Linked DNA regions of Gasterosteus aculeatus: region 1 is linked to region 2. Evidence: chromatin contacts called from public Hi-C data. All regions are on one chromosome and are shown on one strand. The core of a region is the stretch at or near the end of the contact, and the rest is flanking DNA. Distances in the headings are between cores, read along the strand shown.

What was found. Hi-C and Micro-C count contacts between places; a contact is called where the count stands out from the background.
Region 1: a contact with region 2 is called in a Hi-C map of skeletal muscle, with 2.4 times the contacts expected there. The contact joins the promoter of pkd1l1 here to the promoter of armc3 in region 2. A contact is called at or near these places in 2 of 6 Hi-C or Micro-C datasets (both in skeletal muscle).

The regions. Positions count from the first base shown.
Region 1 is chr21:13,174,377-13,181,398 of fGasAcu3.hap1.1, forward strand. It overlaps pkd1l1 (polycystin 1 like 1, transient receptor potential channel interacting), which reads left to right and starts at 3,499. Exons shown (of 53, transcript XR_013454053.1): 1 at 3,499-3,888; 2 at 4,746-4,907; 3 at 5,023-5,336; 4 at 5,734-6,457.
Region 2 is chr21:13,044,598-13,051,109 of fGasAcu3.hap1.1, forward strand. armc3 (armadillo repeat containing 3) reads right to left here and starts at 4,340. Exons shown (of 16, transcript XM_078095829.1): 1 at 4,244-4,340; 2 at 1,055-1,180; 3 at 826-894; 4 at 555-730; 5 at 152-346. The coding sequence starts at 1,112. It overlaps pip4k2aa (phosphatidylinositol-5-phosphate 4-kinase, type II, alpha a), which reads left to right and starts at 3,049. Exons shown (of 10, transcript XM_040166606.2): 1 at 3,049-4,219. The coding sequence starts at 4,079.

The sequences.
Region 1 (7,022 bases), core at 2,249-4,748, 130 kb after region 2:
GTCGGGTCAGAAGGTTTCACGTGTCCTGCATTTGTTTTTTAGCTATTAAAAACTAATGACAAAGCAAATTAGAACATGTTCAGAAACCAATGACTTAATGAGACTTTTCGTGAAACCGCCACGATTCAAAAGAATATTGGAGCTGTTGGATCTTTTGTTAACAATGTTGAGGGACAAGGGATGAGATGAGATCAGGCCTATTGGTCATGTAAATTACATTTTAAAATAATTTTCTACAAACATATCTCTGTACTTTATTCTCGGATCGGAAGATGCAAGAAAGGGGGGGGGGGGGTCACATATGGTCACCACTTGCTTACCACCAGATAAAAACACACATATTACGTTTTTACTTAAAAAAAAATCGGTTTTAAGTACATATGTTCATACCACATCCCAATTTATCCCATTCTTTACCCCCCCCCCCCCCCCCCCCCCCCTCACCCCCCACCCCGCCCTCACAAAGGCGTTAATATTTGATCCAAAGTACACAGAGTTGACGGGCTGGTTTTCCACTCCACCACAACACGCTTATGGGACTAAATCTATTTCCAATACTGCTCCAACCCCGAGAGCCTCCACGGTGCACCGGAGGGTCAGCTGTGCTCCGAGGCGGCGCTTACATAACGCTCCGTCTCCACAGTATGCGGCGCTCCGTCGTGGCGCGGCGCAACGCGTCGAGATTTCGTTGACCAAATCATTTCTCGGTCGTATCGCCGCGCGCACAGGTTGCACGCAAAGCACGCGCTTAACGAATTAAGCAGGTTAGTCGAGTTCACGGGCCCGGGGGAGGAGGGGAGAGGAGGGGGGGGGGGGGGGGGCACGGCGCTGAGTCTTCATTTTGGAGGTCTGGTCATAAAATGCCCCTCCAAGTGTGATCCGGGGAACCAGGAGGTCTGTGAGCTCCGGGGGTCCCGCACCCAACACTGCATTGTGTATTTCATAAATTAATTAATTTGCAATTACCCCAATTTAGTAATTAGGTTATATGTGAGTGAAATATAGGTCTCCCTCCCGTTAATTAGATTTCATATATGCAGTTGAATAAAAAAAATCCCGCTTTTTAGTTTTTAGGGGGGGAGGAGACGTGTTTGCGTTCGTGTACGTCACTAATGTCTGATTATTTTCTTGTAACGTGGGACGTCTGCGAGTCCCCGATTGGAGAGACGGAACGAAATCAACAAAATCTGCGGAATTGTGTGTAACAAACGGAGAGAGAAAGCTGGTTTGAGTCCCTTTATGATGTTTCTCGCTGCTAAAAGGCAGCGCGAGGAGATGGCGCGGTCTCACAGCGCCGCCTGCAGGCCGCACGCACGCGCCTGAGCTTCTCTTAAAGGGGAGGTCTGGGGAAGCGGAAGAGTCTTTTAAGGTGGACCGGGGAAGTTAGCTGCGCAGCGAGGACCCTTCTGGTTTTCTCCCCAGGAAGGTGCTCGCGGGGTGAATTGGACCCAGACGAAGCCCTTCCGACGGTTCCGTTGTGTTTAAAAAAATACCAATACGTTAAAGGGATTCGCACTGGAGTTTATGATCTCAATTTTCATAAACTTTGTTTAAAAAAAACTTACCCCAGCTAGTGGGGTTCATGTGTTTCTGCTTTCCATTCCATTTCTTTTGAAGAAAGTCCTTGATTTAGTTAAATATGAGGCGACCAGGACCCGGGCAGCGTGACAATTTAATATACTAATCCACCGCTTTAACTCATTTGTAGGATTTAAAAAAAATCCAGATTCAGAAAAAGAAATGTTGTTGACAAAAAAAAGTTAACATTGACGTGTCCACACTGCAGTCAATTATATGTTTGGTTTCGCTTCCCAGTGATATGCTGCTCGTTCATAGCGACAAGAGGCTGGTCCATAAAGGGAAATACTATAAGGCTTTAAATATTTCCTTCGTGGCAGGACGCATACTTGTTTCACAAACATGTCTGAAAAAACTTTTCCTTCTTTTTGAGGACCGTAGGCCTGTTTAATGAATATTAAAATGGCTATCAAATATAATATTTAACAGAAACCACCATCATTGCACTTTCCCATATTTTTGTTTTCTTACAAGGTTACAACATTTTACAATGTTTGTGTTTAAAGAAGTATCTTAGACCACAATGGGAAACAGGCATTTTCATTTTTTTTATTTTTAATCCTTTGCTACCTGTGCTTGGACAGCTATGCGTGTAAAAGCCTATACTGCCCATTGCAATTTTGTGATTGACTGGTGATCTTTGTGGAGAGAGATAGAGAGCATAATCATGTATAGTCTGGATGCACATTTATTTAAATATGTAAACGTCATGTTGAAACACAGAAGAACTCCGCCAGCGGAGAAGAAATACGCAACACCGTGGCCACCGAATTCAGGCGGACTCATTTATCGCACGTCTTTGAAGGTGATTTGCTCTTTTTGTTGCCTCGATGAAGAGCTTCCGCCTCCGTCACACCCATCCTGCCCCCCACACACAGTGAGATACATTTACATTCAGTCCCCCTCTGTCCCCCCCCCCCCTCACACCTGCATGTACCTAGTCGGAGGTGTCAACGCACCTGCCTCCTCTATCCTCACTCCGCTCAGCCCACCCGCAGCTCTCATTGCTCCAGCTGCGTCCTTCGCGCGGACACCTCGCGGATCGAACATGTTCGCTGCTTCCTTCTGCGCGCTCCTTTCCTTGCATCCGATTTTTTGCTCCCGCTGGTCTGCGGCAGCTTTTCCTCCCGATCGCCAGGACGCACCGTGGTTCATTGGATGCGTCCGCGCCAGCAGCAGCCTATACAGGACCGAGGGGGCCCGTGACCTTGACCCGGCCTCTTGCTGCGTTCGCTGCTTAGAGAAAGGGTACGTTGGCGGGGAAGGGGGGGGGGGGGGGGGGGGGTGGCTGGGACATATCCCGTTGAATCGTTTGCATTTAGTCTGAGGTCGATTTGTGTCTATTTCTGTCAAATTACGGAGAAAATCCACGGTGTCATTTTTTAAATTTGTCATTAGTCACGGTTACTTTCCTAATTGTGATAGTAATGTAGAGCAATTTACACATATATAATTATTATTATATACAATTCTTCTAAAAACTCAGTCTGATCCCATTTTTTTTTGTAGCTGATGTTCTTATTCTCAAATATTACATACAATATAATTCCAAACACCAGACCAAGCCTACCTAATTCTAGGATGTTGACAAACAAAAGAGTAAACATCAAAAAATAATTCTTTAGTGTCCAAAATCAAGATCGTTTGCAATAGAATTCAATGTGTGCTTGGTCTGCTCAGTCAGAAATATTAGTTCACTTCTGCATAACTCAGACAAGTATCTTTTTATTGTTCTCAACTATGTGGCTTATTGCTGAAAAACATTTGATGATGCATTTGCAGAACAGTATTTCATCAACTTTCAGTATTTGTTGTTGAAGGTACCAGGTTGCAGCGTTGACCTCGGAGGCTTGTTACTGCGGCAACCAGCAACATGGTTTTGTGGCCAGTGATTGTTTCAACACATCTTCCAGTGGAGGGACAAAAGATGACAGAGGAGAGAGACAGAGGTGAGACGGACTGCTGCCTTTTCCTTTGTCCTTCAGTGTAACTTCAGCTCCTCTGATTCATGCCTGGATCCACCAGTGACCGAGGACGGCTGTGTTCTTCCTGCCATCATGAGTAAAACATTTACGTCAGTACCACGTTTTTTTTTTTTGTGTGTGTGTCTGACTTGTGAATCTTGTCCTTTCCTCAGTGTCCCCTACTTTCCTGTTGGAGGTGAACAGGGATGTGTGGCCCTCTACAGAACTGAAGGACCATTTCTGCACAGCGTTCGTCTGTCTACGTCTCCGGACAATGTGCAGGCGGGAAAGACTTTTGTCATGGAAGTTTCTGGAAACTTGGCTGGACGCCCCAAACAGCCCACAGGTTGCTGCTCAACACAAAGTGTAGTTCTCGGAAATGGGACTCTTCAAGTTCCACACATGGCTCGACTCTTTTGGTTACAAATGATGGCGTTTGATGTTTCCTCTAGTACTTACGAGTGAAAATCTTTTTTTAACCTAGTTTACGTGTGCAATTTTTTATTTTAGAACTTATTCATAGTTTTTACTTCAATGAGTTGTACTATACAGTTAATTCTGTTTAATTATATAGTATTTATCATTATCAATTATTATTATTATTGAAATTATTAGAGGAAGATACAGATACAGAAGATAAAAAGGAAACAGAATTTTAGAAAGACAGTGTTGTTATTGTTAATGTTTTCATCTATTTTAACTTTGAAAGGTTTAGTGATTTTACAAAAATAATTTACTTTTGAAAAACAGTCACAGTCACCTCGCATAAAAGATGTTAATACAAATGATTGTAAATAAACTATAAATAAGCTACTTAAGCTTCAGTGGAAAACATATTTTCTATAATACTTTGTTTACCAGTGAAGTCGGACTGTAATATGGACACAAATCATCAACAATAATTCCTTCAAAATATATATTGTATTTATGAAATAATTTCATTTATATACAGAATTTGTAAATATGATGATGTCATACAAACAACTGCTTATGATAACGGTTGAGAAAGTATTCTTATTATTTAGATTGTTCTGACCAATATTTCCTCCAGAATGGGCCTGTTAATGAGTTTGTATGTGAAAGAATATATTTCCGCACAGAGAAAAATAATACGTATTTGATTAAAACCTACATATTTATTTAATTCCTTGTAGCATTATTGTTTCTACTTTTCTGTTTTAAAGGAGTTTTTCTGATTTTTAGGGATTCCGGGTCTAGGAGAGCAGGACCTCTCTTACGTCACTGTGGAGTTTCGGGAAACGACCTCTACGGGTCAAAGATCACGCCCCGTCAATGTGTTGCATGACGGCTCCTTTGTTGTGTCATCTGATTGGATTTTGCCAACGCCAGGAAAGTATCAACTCAGTAAGTTAACTAGACCAAGCAAATTTAGTCAAATGGAGAACAATGAATCAAGGAAAAACATGCATTGTTATTTTTTCACCCTCTTTCTCATTTACCCTGTCATTGTTTTGTGTAGACGTCAGCGTCTCCAACCCCCTCTCAACAGCCTCCTCCACCCTCCACCTCTCCGTCTTGCAGCCCTCTCCAGACGGCATGGTGGTCTCTGTGCCTCACGGCCCCCTGGGTGTCTCCCCCAGGAGCCCAAGAGGCTCCAACAGAGAGACAGTGGAGGAGGCGTACCTGGGTGACCCAGTCACGCTGCAGGCACACATGGCCGATGGTGTGGCGGAGGAGTTTTTCCGGTGGATTACACGCGACAAAAAGGAGGAAGATAAGAAGGTTGTCAAGGCAGCTTGCAATCCCACATCCGACTGTTCCATCAGCACTGTGGTGAGTGGCGCTGACGGAGAAGCACTTTTACATTGAATGTTGTCAGCGTTTAAGGCTCAAGGTCTCTGATTTTTCATTAAGTACATGTTCTTATAAAATTTACCAAGATGGATCAACAAAGCTAAATGACAGCCAATAGCTGTTTAAAAATGTTTTTACATTGCAATAAATCAGGAATGTTAAGGACAACCTGCTTATCTTTAAAGTCCAGCCTCTCACTGGATTTATGACAAATCATTTTTCATAGAAAGTGATATTAAAGAGTTAAAATCTAAAAATAATGTGTTATTTATTTTTTCATTATCCTTTCAATGTCTTTTATCAGCTTCAAATATGTAAGTATTGCCATTCCTTTGAATGAACCCTCAATCCCACATGTTTCTTCAATTAATTGTAGACCGACGAAAGTTGCCTCAGAGCGCCTCTTCTCTACACTTCTGACCCAACGTCTGTGTCGCTCTCCCACCTGCTGCCTCAAGCCTTTGTGGTGGACGAAATCACGCGTGCGCTGATTTCCTCCCGGACTTGGAAGTCAGCAGTTTCAACGCACACAGAAGTCCACCTGCGGGTCGTCGGCCCTGTCAGCCGAACGAGGTCGAGAGTTCTTTGGACTTTCAGTTTGGATAATAACGCTGGGATAAGCAGGACAACCGAAGACTGGAGCGTGAATGTGTCTCTTACTGCAGCAGGCCGCTACAACGTGACGGCCAAGGCCTTGGACCCGATCGGCCGGGCCTCGCTCTGCACACACATCCTGCTTCAGGATCCAGTTGGGGAGTTATTACTGAACGTTCCCAGCGTGGTCACGGCACATCAGAGACACCCGGTTTCATTTAGCGTCACAGCAGGCTCAAATGTGACCGTGTCTCTGCTGGTGAATACGACGCTGCTGCACAGAAACAGCAGCTACGCTGCAGGAGAGGAAACAACGGTGGTTTCGCTTTTCGACCAAGCCGGGACAGTTGTGGTTGAGCTTCGGGCGGAGAATCGAGTGTCTTCTCAGAACAGAAGCGTTAAAGTGCGCGTCGAGGGCAACCGGAAACTGTCACCAGAGGTTATGGTTAATCCAACATGGGGACCACCCAGCAGTCAAAGTCCTGTTCACAACCTGGATGACAAAGGTGAGAAAATGTTTTTAATGAACAACCACTGAGCTGCATGAACCTCTTTATCTTTTATTTTAAGGAAGTGTGAATTTGTTTGCTTGTAATTATTAAGAAAATGTCTAAGATTTTTGTCAATGTCGAAGCATTTTCATCTTTGTTTATGACACACAACTTAATTTGTACCCTTATTTTCTGGCTTTGGTTCTGTTTTTAACGCTGTCAAAAAAAATGACAGCTTCAGAATGATCAAGTAGATGAATGCTTCTTTTCTATATATGATTTTCAATGAACACATTCTAAATAGTACAAGTGTCCAAACTAGATTCCTTTTTAATTCAGAGTGTATGCTTTGCATTATGTTTCATATTTATTCTCATTATTATCTCCCTTAGATCTTCCTTATGGTCAGGCTTTTGGTTCATTTTGTATAAATAAATAAACAATAATTGAATATAAAAAAACAGTATGTATGGTTTACATTTGAACTACCTTTTCAATTGCGAGTGCCTTCATTAATTCAAGTCTTAATTGTAAAAAGGAATCTAATAAGAATAAATACATACAAATTGTGCTGCAATGT
Region 2 (6,512 bases), core at 3,090-5,589:
GCACACAGACCTCGATGGGGATAGAGAAAGGGATTAGGAGTAAAGAATGAGTGTTCATGCAGGATGACGACATACAAAGGCATCTAGGCACAAAAGCGTGTGTTTTCTCTCCCTCAGACACACAAACACACACACACACACACGCACACACCGTATTACTGAGGATATCCATGAGCTTCTCAAATCCTTGCTCTTCCCTCAAGATGTTGCATGATTCTTTATCAACGGTGACATTCTGCAGTGTCTTTAAAGCCACTTGCTGAATAACGGGGAAGTCTGACTTCAACAGATCCAGAAGTGGAGGGATCCCTCCCAACTCATGCACCGCCAGGCGACTTTGGTGGTCCTACACGATTGCATTACACGACACGATACAAAAGGGAAAAAACCGAAATTATTTAAACATTTGAATTTCACCCATCCCCAAGATTAATTAATTTTCAAAACACACAGTGATGCTTTCACTTGTTTTTGGGATACTTAGAATTGTCTGAAATAAAAAATAAAAAACACATAGCCTTTGAACCTCCTCTAGGTGGAGGAGCTTGAGTCACCTGAACCAGGTTGAAGATGGTCTCTAGTGAGTTCTTCATGACATCGGGGTCTGGACTGGACAGGAGCCGGATCAGAGGTGGGAGGCCCTTGTGGTCAAAGATCTGGGCCTTGCACACGAAATCCACTGACAGAGAGGCCAGGCACAGTGTTGCAAACTCATGGACAACTATATCTTCTTAAATAGGAAAGAAAATGGCATTTGTTTTTTTAATCTCCTTCTTACATCTAGTTATCTATCAGTCTATTCAACTTGAGATTCAAATTACTCACCTTCAGGTGACAGTTTGTCAATGATTGATGGAATGACATCTATTTTTTTCAGAGCAACCCTTACTACGTCTTGAAATGGAGATATAAAACAAAGTTAACAACCGAATAACACATTCAGAGAGCAAATCCACCAGTCAACGAAAACAGTGAATTGTAGAAATCTCAATACACTCAATCATCTGACAAGTGCGTGTTGTTCTGCATTGATTTTGTATGTTGTCTGACGCACCATTGCCGGCCATGATGCTCAAGGCCATGAAGGCGTTGCGTCTGACCAGCCGGTTCATGTGAGTGATAAGCTGACAGAGGGGCTCCAGTGCCCCCAGTCCCACCAGAGAAACCTTGTTCTCGTCTCCTAACAACAGGGGGAGACCATGAGCAGGGAAATGAGGCTGTGAGAGACCTGAGGCCTGTCACTTACTATGTGTCAATGAAGCAGGGGAGATAAAAGAATAACAGTTCATTATAGTAATATGCAAATAATTATACTACTCGTATTAATTTTATTTTGATTCTTGGTGTATAAAATATTTAATATACAAGCTGCTTACGAGCATGGAATAGAATGAGATTGATGGTGTAGGTATCATAGGACATTAGCAAGAAATAAGATTAGACAGTGGTTAGCAACGAGCACATTTCGTGGTTTTCCGCTGCATGGTTGCTGACCAAAAAAAAATCGGGTAGCCTACTGCACCTTTTTCTGCAAATATGTGGATTGCTTCACAAGCTTTGGCGAGGATGTCCTCCTCTAGAGATCTGAGCAGCAGCACTATTGTTGCTGGAGTTTTGCCCTCAAAGGGAAGCGGCTCAAACTGCGGGGGCGTGTAAGGAAAGAGAGGGGACATTTAAACACTTACTTGTGATTGATCGGATGTCTTGTGTATCCTTTCAGACGCTTATATTTTTAAATGGACATGGAAAAGTGTGCTTTGGTTTTACTCTCACCGTTTCCGCGCATGGAGTTTCGCTCCCCTTCTTCCCTTTCTTTCCCATTCTGTGACGTAGAGAGCTCAACAACCTTTATTCTAAGTTTATTAATCACAGATAATCGTTCTGATCAATGCAATCAACCCTACGACATGCAGTAGTATATATATGCTGGCTAAAGGACAAGCTAACCTATAGGTGGTTTATCTCAGCAAAGCTAGCAGTGTTCACAAAATGGTTAAAACCAAGCAGACGAATATTAGCGATTCACTCCTCAGATACACACGCGGGACTTACTGCGAGCTAAAGAACCGCTCCGAAATGCGCGATTGACACGAAAATCCGTCCAGAAATGAGCCGGCGTGTAACGTTATGTTTTGTGTTGTGGAAAAGAATCAGGTTGACGCGGCGTTGCTAGGCAACCCACGCTACGTTGAGTTTATAAGGGTTAGGACCAAGTTATATTAATACATCCTGTCTATGACTCGAGCATTGCCTTGAAGCTACCAGATCTCTAATCTGTGACATTTCAGAAGCGAAGATGACTGATGTCAACGTATATTTCGTAAAGACTGACGCAGAAAAGTTAAATAGCAATAACCGCTAATTGGTGAATTACATAACAAAATACAACAAAAATGTGCAACTAAATGCAGGAAACATGAATCCTTTATTGCAATCATTTATCTGCAATGGGTTTGCTTAATCCTCAAAAAGAAAGGAGTGGGGGGGGGGGGGTGAGCAGGACAAAAGTCAAGGGTGGGTGTGTGTGTGTGTGTGTGTGTGTGTGTGTGTGTGTGTGTGTGTGTGTGTGTGTGTGTGAGTGCATGTGTGCATATGTGCATACGTGCACATGTGCGTCGACATGATGCCAGACTTGTCCTGCCCCGGTCGGTTTGCTTGCTCCGGTAGAGGCACGGAGCGCAGCGTGCACCGGACCTCCACGCGCGTTATAACTCATAGAGGCGGCGTGGGACATTGTCACCCCCCTGCTTGCCCCCCCGGAATGAGGCTCAGATTAATCTAAACGACAGCGAGCCAAGGACGGGGGATGGTGGGGACGATGCACGGGATTTACCTGCTAACGCCTCACTATTGTACGAGCTGCGAACACAAGCAAACACGCGCGCGCATGTCGCGCACGGCCCTACGAAAGAAAAAAAAAGGAAGAGTCGTCCAGCCAATGTACATGTTTGCATTCATTGCGTTTCAAATGTCAAAACGACATGTGAATACCAATTCATGCTGAGACGACTGTGGGCTATTAAAAAACAGAAGTAGCATAGGCCCGTTGGAGGGGGGGGGGGGGGGGTTGCAGCGAATAAGAGCCGCAGACACTGCAGGCTGTCACCCCCCCCCCCCCCCCTCCCCCTCCCCCTCCCTCCCGTCGACGCCCCCCCCGTCGAGCTGTCAGTCCACAGCAGAACACATGAACCTCGTCGCCGCGAGCGGAGTCGGGTCACTCGTCGATCTACGTGCGGATAACCGCTCCTCGGCGTTTCTATACAGGCGGGGCGAGAACATGACGGGTCCCTCCTCTGTCACCCGCGCGGACCGACCGCAGGGCGCGTAGGACGGCTGAGCAGCCTCGCTAGTCCGGCGCACTGACTGCTGTCCGCTGTTAGCTCGCGGGCTAACGGTTTGCTAGTTGGCGACGGGAGACCCCGGCTCCGCTCCGTCCGTTTGGCTAACGTCACGTAGCCGACTCGCTAACGAAGGTCGAGGGGGACTAACGTTAGCCGGTTGTCAGGGGACGTTGAGCTAGCCAGTCGGCATCACGAATGTCTCTTTTTTTTTTAAACAATTTATTTTAACACCGCATGATAACTTGCGTGCCCTGAGCCGAGCCGAGCACGTTGCTCTCGTCCCATACGTGTCATCATTCAAACCCATTTTACCGTTCGCTCGCTAGCTAGACCGCTATTCGGCTATGCTAACGCAGGCTCGGTGAGACCTTGCATCACAACGCAGCGGAGCGCTCAAGACCCGAGTCGAGGAAGGAAGAGAGGCGACTTGTGATGTGGACTGAGGGAAGCGGCGGAGTGTCAGGCGAAGGGGAGCAGCAGTATTAGCGCGAACACGTCCGTAGTCTGGTTCCCCCGTCGAGGCAGAGCCACTTAAAGTCAGCGCAAACCGTCCGGGACGTTGGAGGAAGAAAATAATAATAATAATTCGGGCACTTTTGATTTGCGAGCAGGCTGAATGAATAGCATTGGTGTCACGGAGTGGTGAGCTAGTGGCCACTGTGCCAGCTTCAGCGGGGGGAGACGCGGTCGGGATTATCGCACGGACCGCCCGACAGCAACAACCAGTTCGCCCAAAGATGGCTTCGGCGAGCAGCCTCGCCGCAGCTATTGCGAGCAAAACGAAGACCAAGAAGAAGCACTTCGTTGCTCAGAAGGTGAAGCTCTTCCGCGCCAGCGACCCGCTGCTCAGCGTGCTCATGTGGGGAGTCAACCATTCGGTGAGTCAGACCGGCCAAACGTACCCCGTGTGGTCCACGGTTATGTGTCCCTCTCGACCTTTTTTTTGGGGGGGATGTGCCACAGTCGACCTTGCTGTCCGTCCGTTCTGTCGTTGCGGGCAATGTGAGATGACAGCTGTCCGGCCGTAACGTTCACGTTGCTGTTAATGTAAATTAGTACGAATTTACATTCGTACTTTACAGCTCCTGCGCTCGTACGTCAAATCTATGTTTTATGTTTAGCTCAGTTGATGTTACATGTCGTTCGTTTTTGCACGATTTCGATATGTGTGCAATTTTTGCTCTCAAAATGTGCACGCGTGCGGGTGTGTGCACGCGCGTCAAAGTCTTCTTTGGTTTCCTGTTGTGCTCATGAAGGATAAGCTGCTCGGTGTCATGAGAGAGCAGATCTTCCCCTGCGAGACAGCTTATCTGGGCGCTCTCTCTCTTCCTTTACGGAATATGTGCACTGGGTCAGAACTGTCAGAGGGAGAGAGATCAAGCAGAGGACACACTAAATCCTTAATACTACACCTTTTTACCCAATATTTGACAACTATATTATATCACACGTGGGGATGCAGACAGACAACAGAGGTATACAATCTGTAGTTCGGCCAATCGCATTAATGTATAGCCTCTCCTTCATCCTTTACGCAGTTTGCCCCGAATATGATTAAAACAATAAAGCCAGGTTGTTTCCAGAACTTCATCTGGTGATTAGTCTGAGGAGAACTGCTTACAAAAATGTAGAAAAAGAGAAGAGTGATCATTTGTATATTTACTATATGTATGTATGTCTCTAAAACATTACTGCCACGAGAAAGGTAATGGTGTAAAAGGTGACACATCTGAGGGTCTTACTGTGTATTGATATCTTCTTCTGTTTGCCCAATTTACCAATCTGTCCTGCTTCACCATTCAGTATACTTAATCCTTTGTCTGCCATTCTTCCTGAATTGCCCGATGTGCTTCTAGTGACCTTTTGTTTCTTTGTTGATGCAGTTTGACGTGATGTTGGAGACCGTTCCCTTTGACGAAGTCAATTGTGGTGCCGTTTTTTGGCGTATGCACCAGCACTTTCTGCTCAGATGATTCTGCCTCTTTTTTAGCTGTGTTTGTTATTTCCTGCTGTGTAGAATGTGCGATTTGATTTTTGGCTTGGTGTCAGTGTAGTAGTTTAATGTGCCAAGACAGCTAGAAATCTGAAACTTTTGGATAGCTTCTGGATCACAGTCACCTGGCTTCGATGTTAATCCTCGGGTTGCAATCTATGTAAGGTACTCAAGGTTTTACCTACACGCAGCGCCAGGGATTCATCTAAAAAACACTTGAAAGGCTTGAGAAGGATGAGTATTGGCCTTGATCGCAGTTGACTTTTCAATGGAATAATTCCTCAGGTCAGGACTCACCTGTGAGCTCATACATGTCTCCACATTCTTCGCAATTCGACATGCCTGATCGGATAGTGACTAAATCTGTTTTGGTGTTGAAGAAGCGGCTGTAAAACAGAACAATCGCATCCAATTTCCTATAATTACTCCACAAAGTTCCCCATTAATTCTGGTCTTCCTCATGCCGACCACACCTCTCAGAGATTAGAACGCAATGCAAGTCATTTGTGGTCCAGCTGATGATTCCATTGCATGCATGAGCCGATATTGGAGTATCCAGTGTCCTGGCATCACCGGATGACTAAAGTCACATTGAAAAAGTATTACCACTTTGATGCATTGTTAGATATATGGTATAAGCAATATCCTCCAGAATGTCCGGCAGGAAAGAGCCCTCCATGTAAGAGTCGAAGACTGCCTTTTTTTAATTCAATAATGAATCTCTTAATGCTAATGTAAATGGATTGGCATCATTTAAATCATGTGTTTGACCACGGAGGCCCAGTAGAATGAGTAATTGAGGCTCACATCGTAAACTCTGGTCTTATTTAGGTGTCTGTAAGCCGATGGGTCGCTGACTTTCAACAAGAAAAACCTTTTACAAGTTTGTAGAATCTACATGTTCAAACTGTTCCCCTGGATTGCATAACCGAGCAGGACCACCGGCAGCACATTTCCTTCTTACGCCTTAAGCTACCTCCCCTTCTGTTTTTCTCAACACTTGATAAGGCATTATGTTTCACATACCATCGGAAACATAAAATGGAATTTCATGCCAGGTCAACTGATTGGGCCTCTCAGTTACTGCCACGGAGTGCAGAAGCGGACGTTTGAAATTGCTGATGTCTGTTAGTTGACTGAGTAAACTAAACTTAATAATAGGATACTGGAAAGGCATG